Regions from separate parts of the Hordeum vulgare genome. Here region 1 is linked to region 2. Evidence: chromatin contacts called from public Hi-C data. All regions are on one chromosome and are shown on one strand. Each heading gives the region's core, a stretch centred on a gene start, on an enhancer-like site or on the middle of the called end of the contact. The rest is flanking DNA. Distances are from core to core; before and after follow the strand shown.

What was found. A called contact is a pair of places that touch in the nucleus more often than the background predicts.
Region 1: a Hi-C map of leaf shows a contact between it and region 2, with 6 times the contacts expected there. The contact joins two enhancer-like sites. A contact is called at or near these places in 3 of 6 Hi-C or Micro-C datasets (leaf and seedling).

Annotation. Positions count from the first base shown.
Region 1 is chr4H:126,978,561-126,983,387 of MorexV3_pseudomolecules_assembly, reverse strand. No RefSeq gene overlaps it. Among protein-coding and RNA genes, the nearest start is that of LOC123446240, 210 kb to the left of the region's middle. Within about 2 kb of position 2,332, at least 3 of the 3 cell types and tissues checked have open chromatin away from gene starts, as enhancers often do. A contact at or near this core is called in leaf and seedling, where this site is marked.
Region 2 is chr4H:126,213,284-126,218,145 of MorexV3_pseudomolecules_assembly, reverse strand. LOC123448111 (ethanolamine-phosphate cytidylyltransferase-like) reads right to left here. Exons shown (of 9, transcript XM_045124884.1): 9 at 4,016-4,444. The coding sequence ends at 4,373. Among protein-coding and RNA genes, the nearest start is that of LOC123448111, 8.5 kb to the right of the region's middle. Within about 2 kb of position 2,890, at least 3 of the 3 cell types and tissues checked have open chromatin away from gene starts, as enhancers often do. A contact at or near this core is called in leaf and seedling, where this site is marked.

The sequences.
Region 1 (4,827 bases), core at 1,083-3,582, 770 kb before region 2:
GCAAAATTGTGGAACATAACACCGGTAGAGGAACTAAGGTGGCAAAGATGGAACTGAACACTAGGCTAGAAGGCCAAGCCTTCCACCTTTTACCAGGTATATAGGTGCACTAAATTAAATAGCAATAATATGATGATATAACAAGAAACCTATGTTTTCACATGGAAGCAACTGCACCTGCAACTAGCAACTCTATAAGAAGGTTGAGCGAGCCGTATATAGCCAAACAGTGGTTTGCTAGGATGTGGAGAGGTTAGAGGCTTTCATGGCAATGTTGGTAGGTTGACATTTAAGTGATAGGCAGCGAGACATAGTGATACAAACGAGGCAACTAGCATGGCAATGATAGTAATGGTATCTACGAAAATGATCATCTTGCCTATGATCCTACTTGGAAGAAGACTGAATCCATGATGTAGACGAACTAACGTAGTCGAACGAATCCTCACACTCCGACATGCTTGCAGAACTATATCGAGAAGAAACAATCCAGAAATAATAATCAGCACACAATAAATACCACAACATATGCATGACATGATGCACAAGCACGTATGATGCATGCCCGATTTAGTTATGCAAGGCATGGCAAATCAGAATAATTTGTTACTATACATTAAATGAAGCTCAATTTGCAACGAGTTGCATATTGGCGAAACTCCATATTTGGATTACTTAGTTCACTCCCGTTAGGTACACAGCAATATTAAATGTTGTTAAACATGGAAAGAGGTGAAGCATAAAGAAACTACACAAGCTAGGCATTTTAAATGAGGTCAGAAATTACATATAGCATTTCCAAAATAACCCCACATGTTAATTTCGAAATTAGTCTGTATCTGTTCTAAACATATTTTATATTTATTAAACAGCAAAATAAAGTGGATCATGTGATTCTACACGTCATTCTAGTCGATTTACATATATAGATTATTTGAAACAGAGTTACGGTCTAAAAGATATGAGCCACACAAGATGATATGCCATGAATGCAAAATGCATGCAAATGACAGCCACAACATGTTAGATCATGGATGCACAAGATATTATGAAACTTCAATAAATTCAAGTTTAAATGAGGCCGGAACAACGAACAATAATTCTGAAAAAAATCCCAATATGCAAATTATGATTCCTATACATAATTTTAGAATTGTTAAGCAGCAAAACAAATATCATCATGTCATTCTACGCAATTTTCTAGCCAAGTTACATATGTGGATCATTTTAATCAGAGATACGGTTAATTAATTATGAGACAAACTATTTTAGAGTTTTGTTAGGCAATTTTACTAAAAACAACAAATTAAACATTTTAAACATGGACGAAAGTGAGATATTGTGAAACTACACAGAATTCTATGCATCTTACATGTATGAAGTTTTTAAATCCATTTCACGTTTAATTTGCTACAAATTAAATCATTTTAAATTGTCATCATGCAAATCAAAGCAAACAGCAGGTTAAACATTTTGAAACATGCATCAAAGTTGGAAATTATTATTCTACACAAAATTCTACACATTCTACATATCTGATTTATTTTAATCCGATGCGGTGTTAAATAGTTATTAACATTTTAAAATGATGCAATTTCTGTAATTATCAAATTCCCTTAAAATTGGACAAATTCGCAGACTAAAAAATCAACTACGGGTCGGATCTATTACTAGGCCTAAACAAAGGCAAGCGCGACATATCTATAACGTGCATTGGGCGGGATTTAGCGAGCGGCGTTCACCAGAGGCCTCACGACCCGGCTCGATGCGGGATTGGGCTTGTTGCTGGGTGAGGTCGCGGTCCACACGGGCGAGGCGAGCTGGGAATTGGTTGGGGGCACTGCTGGGCCTGGCCGGGCGCACTGGAGCAGGCCCACATGGGCGCTGGCGAACGGGCAAGCAGCTCAGGCGTCTGGTCGACCTGTCGTCCTCCTTGCGCGGAGACAAACTACGACGGCGGCGGGCGACGGGGCTCCTCGTAGTGGCGGGACCAGATCGAGGGTGCTGTGGACGACCAGATCCACGCAGCGGGGGCCTTCTCCGGCCGGATCCCGCCGAATCCGAGATCGCGGCGAGGCCCAGGTGGCGGGGTGCAGCGGGTCGAGAGGCTCCGATGGTGGTGCAGCGGCGGGCGGCGTGGATGTGGCAGGGCGGCCAGCGGCGGCGCGCGACGGCGCGGAGCGAGGCCTGCGCGAGGGGGCGAGCGGCGGCGGAGAGGAGAAGGTGGGGTCCTTCGGAGGCTGGCGCGAGGGCAGGCAGGGCTTGCTCAGAGCAGGGTGTGTCGCGGCGCGGCACGAGGCTGTGGGCGGCGACGGCCTGGTTTGGGCCCGGGGGTGGGACGCGATGGGCTTTGGCGGGCCCTGATGGATGGGACGAGGGAGGAGAGGAAAGTGGGAGGCTGTGGCGCCAAGCAGTAGTTGCATGGGGAATTCAATGAGGAGACTAGGGTTTCCATGTTGGGCAGGGCTAGATGTCCATATAAAGCAAGGGGGGCTAGGTTTAGCTGATTTTGCCTGATTCGGACCATTCGATCACAATCAGACGACTTCGATGGCAGGATAGGGTAGGTTGGGCTAGGTGGGTTGTGTAGGGGTGTTTGTACTGAGAGAAGAAGAGAGGAAGAATGCGGCCCGTGACACAAGTTTATAAAACTGAAAATCGTCCAATATTTAAACCGATGACGGTGCTGCTAGACTTAACTGTTGGGGTATCAAACGAACTCCGATTGCGATGATATTTGGCACGCGGTTTACCTATACTATAAAAAGACCGCACACCAACTTTCAACCCAACCCAAGAAAGTTTTATACACAAAAATAATATTTTAACAATGCCACGGGTGCGTGCATGTGTTTGGTCTCGAAACCATCAACGACAAAAACAGAGAGAACCAATAACTAACAACGAAAGCAAGTTTTTGAATGAATGACGACAACAGAGTGTTGATGCAATGTGGATGATGCATTGATGAAAGTGACAACCAATTAAATCACACGATGACAATGGAATAAAAGGGGAATCTTCTGGACCGTCGGTTCTAGGCGCTTACAACTCTCCTCCACTAGCAAGAGATCTCAACCCGAGATCTAAGAATTAAAAGGGAAGAGGAAGAGGAAAGGAAGAGGTAAAACTTAGTTTCTTCTTGAAAATCGAGTGAATCCAATGAATCTTGAAGGTCGCAGAGAGTTGATAATGATATTAAGAACAATCAAGGATTCAAAAGAAATTTGGAAAGCAGTTTGGTAGAAAAAAATCAAAATTTGATAAGATGGAAAGAACTTGAAAAGATTCACACAATCCAATTAAATGGATAAGCATAAAAAGAACATGGCCTTGCTAAGCAAGATAATGGATGAAAGAGAGCAACATCACAAGCCTCTGTAACAAAAGAATAGAAACTAAATCATTTGAGGGAGAAGAAAATGACAACTACTACCACAACTAATTGAAGAACATCCTTACAAGAAGAATAGAACATAGTCATTGGAAAATGAACAACAAAAAGAATAGCTTGTTGTTGGCTTATGGAAAACATCTCAAATTGTGAGGTGAAAACCAGCCACTAAAAAAACAAAGATTGCTTGGATGCAACAAGAGAGGCAAATTTCTTACCCCAATTGGATATATTGAGAACACTGGATCATGGACAAGCACCAAAATAGCAACAGTCCTTAGGAAAAGCTTTAGGTGACATCCAATCCAAGATTTCTCAAAGAAGAAATCATGGGTTGAAAATATCTCACGATCAAAGAATTTGGTGGGTTTAAATATCTCATTCTTGAAACAAATCCCCTTTGATACTCCTCGTGAGTCTAGAATGATATAACAACACCTCACAAGATAAAATATAATGAATTGCACTTAGAACTGCAAGAGAAAGAACACTTGATGTTCTCCAACAAGAATCTTGGAGAACACCTTGAGGATGAATTACATCCTTAACGAACCACCATGAAGAGCCTCCATATACAAAAGAATGATGAAAAGAAATGAAGGTTGAACAGAATAAGATTAAAGCTTTGCAAAGATTTAGATGAAGCTTCATGAAGAGATACTTGAGAAAACTTGGAACTCCGGAAAAGAAAAGATAAGAACACTTGGGATAAGAATTAGATATTATGAACAACTCTGGAAGAAATATTGAAATCACTTGAAGAAACAAGAATACAAATTATGTTATGCTTATCCTTCATCAAGTTTAATTGATGACAAGCAACGGATTTAGCACACCACTTGTTCTTCTTGAAAAGATTGGAGAGAGAGATAGAGCACAAACTGAAGAAGTCTTCAATGAAACACTGGTAAGAATTGGGAACGAAAGAGGATAATACAAATGAACTATTCTATATGAGGACAAAGAGAGCATCATTTGATTAGAGAATGCTTGAACAAGCCACCGGTAAGAATTTGCAAATGAATGGAAATGCCATGAATGAATGAAGATACATGAGAAAGAAGAGATCATGACCCACCGGAAGAATTTAGAACATATAGGGTTATTAGAAATGAATGGAATTCATGAGAATGAAGAGATCTTGAGCCGGCTAATAGAAAACTTGTATAAGGCACCAGACTAATTGAGATACGAATGAAGAGACAAAAATTGAGAAGAATTTGAGAATGAAAGTTGAAAGCTGAGAACGAAGAAATCTTGTGAAATGATGGCCTTCGGAGGATCGAGAAAAGAACGCAACTCTGAAATGCACCGAATGGATATGGAAGGAATTTCTCATGAAAGGAATGCATTAAGAATGATGACTTGATGTAGACAAGATCTATTCTATAGGAATAGACCCCATCGTTTTATCCTTAATAGAAACGATACAT
Region 2 (4,862 bases), core at 1,641-4,140:
TTTGGTTTCACCGATGTGTGCAAAAATGTGTACAACGATCCAAAGTTCTTATGATTTTTCTATTCCTACAATTTTGACAATTATGCGGGGCAAAGAAGCCTCTAAATCCTACGAACCAAAGAAACCTCTAAATCCCACGAACCAAAGAAGCCTTTAGCGTATGAGATTTTTTTTGCAGGGATCCCAGAAGAGAGAAATCCATCTATGACACAACAATGCGAACCGAGCAAAACACATACTACCCCCTTTCCGGTTTATAAAGCTTATGTGTATGCCTAGATCTATAATTTAACCAACATAAAATGAGTTATATAGTCTAAAACTTATATCATTAGAAACTAGAAAGTAAGCGATTTGAATGTTTCTAATGATATATTTTTTGTGATATATAACGTGTACCCCCTCCGTCCCAAAATAAGTAACTCAAAAATGACTCTACTTTGTACTAAAATTAGTACAAAACTGAGTCATTTTTAAGTCATTTATTTTGGGACGAAGGAAGTATTATTTTGGTCTATTTGTTAACCTAGATATATGTGCAAGCCTTATAAATCAAAAAGAAGAAAATAATACAGTAGTCTTTTAAGATATTTCACTAGGTGACTACATACAAAGCAAAATGAATGAATATACACTCTAAAGTATGTCTACATACATCCGTATGTAGTCCTCTAGTAGAATCTCTAGAAAGACTTATATTTAGGAACGGAGGTAGTAGTATGGAAGAAATGAAGTCTCAAAAAAACTGGTTCTTTCCAATCAAAGGCGGGCTAAATGTTTGGTGATCTCCCGGCGGGACCACAGACATAGATCGATAAGATGGTGGTGGTCATGGGCGGGCAATTTGGCCATGCACACACCACGCCACACGGGTGCAGTGTAGCTGCCCCCCGGCCCCGAGCCTACCATACCAGTGCAGCAGCAGCAGCTGGGGGCTGATCGATCATGGAGCCAGCCAGCCAAGTGGCAACTCCCCCGCAGGCGCGTGTGCGTGCGTGCGTGCGTGAGGTGAGAGAGAGGGAGAGAGAGATCTTTTCTTTTGGCCACTGGGCGGGGGCGAGGCGGGCAAAGCAAAGCAGGGATGCATGCATATGCATGTGACGGGAAAAGCAAAGGGTCCGCACCAAGATCTTCCTTCTTTCCTTCTTTCTACCTTGGAATTAGCGAAAGATAATACCAACTGCGCACCGCGTCCACAGATACGCTTTTACACGTACGAGCCATGCAGCACTGCACGCTCTCCCTCCACCCCACCCCCACCCCATCCTACCCCACTTTGGCGCCAACGTCTTCTTCTACTTGCTGTCAGACACGGTGAAAAGATGGATGAAGCTGCTCACTATAGCAACTAAATTACGTGAGCCTGCGACTGAAAGTGCGTGCCTGCACATGCATGCCTGCCTGCGAGTTTCATCATCATCAATGGTAGTTTTCTTTTAATAAATAAATAATAGTTATAAAGGAGGATCACCCCTGCATCAATCATCAATGGTAGTTGGGTTGTGCTAATCAACTCCAGTGATCACCGGACGGAGTGACTAACGATGTCTTAATTAATTAATAAACACCAGCGTTAGTTATGATCATGGCCAAGTTTCCATGTGCATGCTCAGCTAAAGGACAAGCTAAAGCTGACCATGCCGTTATTTTTCTTGCTCGCCGCAGTCCTGAACTTAAAAGTAAACTAATGCCACACTTGCTAGCAGCTAAGCCTAGCCACGATCGGAGATGAGCCAGTAAATATCTGCTGCACAGCTCAGTCTAATCTCTAATGTAATCATCATCTTACTACATATACTCACAAAATCAAGCCTGAAACGTCAAATGTCACACGAGGAAAAAAAGATGAAAAGAAGGAATCATGGCGGAAAAGCGCGGCCGAGGTGATAACACGAGCTCGCCATCATGCATGGCACGAAAACTAGGCGCGCGAAACCGGTCGGCCCAACGCAACACGCATCCAGCACGACTGCATCATGATGATGTTAGTCCCAAACCTGGCCAAACGGGCCGTGCCTGGCGGGCCGGCCCGGCTGCCCGCGTGCCAGGCATGACTCGGGCCCGGCCCGGCACGAGCATGTCCTAGGCCGTGCCCGGGCCGCCACCCCCAGCCCGTGTGCCGGCACGGCACGTTAAGGAGGGAGCAAGGCGGGCCGACGGGGGCACGTCTTGGACCGATAGATCTGGCCATCTGGGGTTCTTTTAGCGACATATCTGATCAGCCGTCACCGGGGCAAGGCCGCAGGGGCGGCTGGGTGGGACGCGCGCGGGAAAAGGGAGGGAGGCGCGCGGGAAAAGGGAGGGAGGTTCGTTGCGCGTGGGAAAGGGAGTGTGTCGTGCGCGGGAAAAGCGAGCGTGTCGTGCGCGCGGGAAAAGCGAGGAGGGAGAGATGATTTTTTTACGGGCCTAACGTGCCGCGGGCTGGCCCGATTAGACAACATGCCGTGCTTGGGCCTGGGAGGCCAGCACGCGGGCCGGCACGGCCCGTATATTAATCGGGCCCATGCAGGCCATGCCGTGCCTGACACGATTACGACGGGCCGGACCGGGCCGTTTGGCCATGTATGGTTAGTCCTACTCTCCTACTACCACAATCCTTGTTAGGAACAATAAATATTTAGAAACAGAGAGAGTGATGAATCTAGCCTGCACAACATGCGCAGTGGCTCCTTAACTGCAAGCATGCCCAGCCAGAAAAACGTACGTACAGATCGGATTGCGTTGCGTCTTGCATGGCTAGCTGGCTACGTGGTTCAAAGTTGAAACACAGAAATTAGATTAGGAATTTAGGATGAAAAAAACATGTTTTATCAGTGGGGCGTGGAAGGAGATATGAATGAGCTGACATGCAACCATGGGTGATGACAAGTGGGCGTCTGACAAAGGGGGGTGTGTGTCGGAGGGTCGTCGCCGGGATCTCCAGCAGGTGGATCTTCAACTTGTCCCACACCATCCATGCTGAGAGCGACTCTCTCTTCCCGCTGCCCTTTTAGATGCTGCTGGTTTCTTTCTCTTCTTTACGCAGCCCCCCACTCCATTATTCACAAACCATGTCCCAACCCATTAATTCCTGTGCACCGAAAGGCAAACTCCTGAGGAAAAATCTTTGTTTCATCGCTCTATCACTTGCGATCAGACTCCTCCCCTTTATATCTTTCAGTATTTATCAGGAGTATTTATTAAACCTTCTTTTCAACACAACGACATGTATTTTCCTGTCGACAAATTCCTATTTGAATCTTGTGAAAAACAAATCATCAAAGACTACTAATGCGGCGTTCTCGCCTTATTCAGGAATTTTCCATCATGAAATATACTGTGTTTCCAAGCACCAAGGCACGGTCCAGTACTTCAGTGTAGCCTCTACTTTTAACCATGAAGGGTGCAGACCACATCTGAGGTCGTCCATCAATTCAGGGACCCTCCTTATCTCCCCCCGGAAAGAAATTTCCCAAACACAGCAAACACTCAGACTCCACGAGCCGATCACGCGGGTCCAAAACGACAGCTGTTTTACCACATCTGCAGGCCCCCCTATCTATCATGACAGATAAACCACCCAAAAACTAGGGAGTCCAAATCAAGGAGAAGCCAGCGCTGGGAAGTAGCAAGGCGCAAGCGATGGCCAGCAAATACTAGTAGAAAGTTGATCGCAAGAGAGCAAACACAGGCAGCCCCAGATGCTGCTGCTAAAACGCACCATTTGGAAACTTCACAGGTACCACATCCTTTTCCATGGCTTAACAGCCTACTGACCCGCGGACAGAGCCAGCAGGGTGTGGCCATCTGGCACCTTTCTAGTGTTATGTTTTTGCCTAGCAAGCATTTTGCCAAGATCACTGGTAGCTCTCGACGTGTCGGCAGACCGTCCAGGTGTACCATCAGACCCAGCTGCTTGCACCGACCAGCGACTGGCATACCATATCAGTTAGTCCATGTTCGGTTTAAGATCAGGACTCAGCTCCACCAAGTATATGAGAAAACGACTGGCATTGGATGCCCACCTCACAAGAGCAACCGGGAAACAAACAATTGATTGACCTAGCATTCATATTGTACCACAATTCTCGAACAACTATAGATCTCAAAAAGAACTCAGCCGGTAACGGCAGCTCTGGAAGCCGGTATACAGGGTGGGAATAGGGTAGGTACTAGCACTGGAAGTGGGCATTGGAAATTCATCCAGGTTCCGCACCCAACTCAGCGCCACTGCCTATCATGCATCAAGATTGCATCTGAAGCTACTAAGCTATATAGCAAAAATGACAATGGAGCGGTAAAACTGTAGATCACCTAATGGCTTCATTTGTGACCTGTGTTAGAGCCTCGAAGATCTAGGAACAGTCTTCTGAGAAGATCTATCCATAGGTAACTACTCTCCATTGACAAAGCTTTTACTGTCGTAGTACTTCTTCTCACTGGCTTCCTTCTTCTCGTTCCGCTTCTGCACAAAGGCAAACATCAGAGACCAAGTATGAGTGAAAACACACCAAAGCAGTGGACCAGTATAAATGCAAACCATATCAGCCCCTACACCAAAGAACGTGTTGTTGAGCATAGTTATAGCAGGAAATATTGGTCCCGTCGAGACAGACAAATATTCAATGCTGCATATCCAAAGGAATTTACTCAGACACTAATGCACTACCATAAACATCAATACAAAATAACTCCAGCATCCACAACATTGATATGACGACGACAAAAGGCAAATCATATTTGCACAGAATATAGTGTAGTACTTCCTCTGTAAAGAAATATAAGAGTGTTTAGATCACAACTTTAGTGATCTAAACACTCTTATATTTCTTTACAGAGGGAGTACTGCATACAGCACAGAAGGACAAAGCTCCACCCAACAA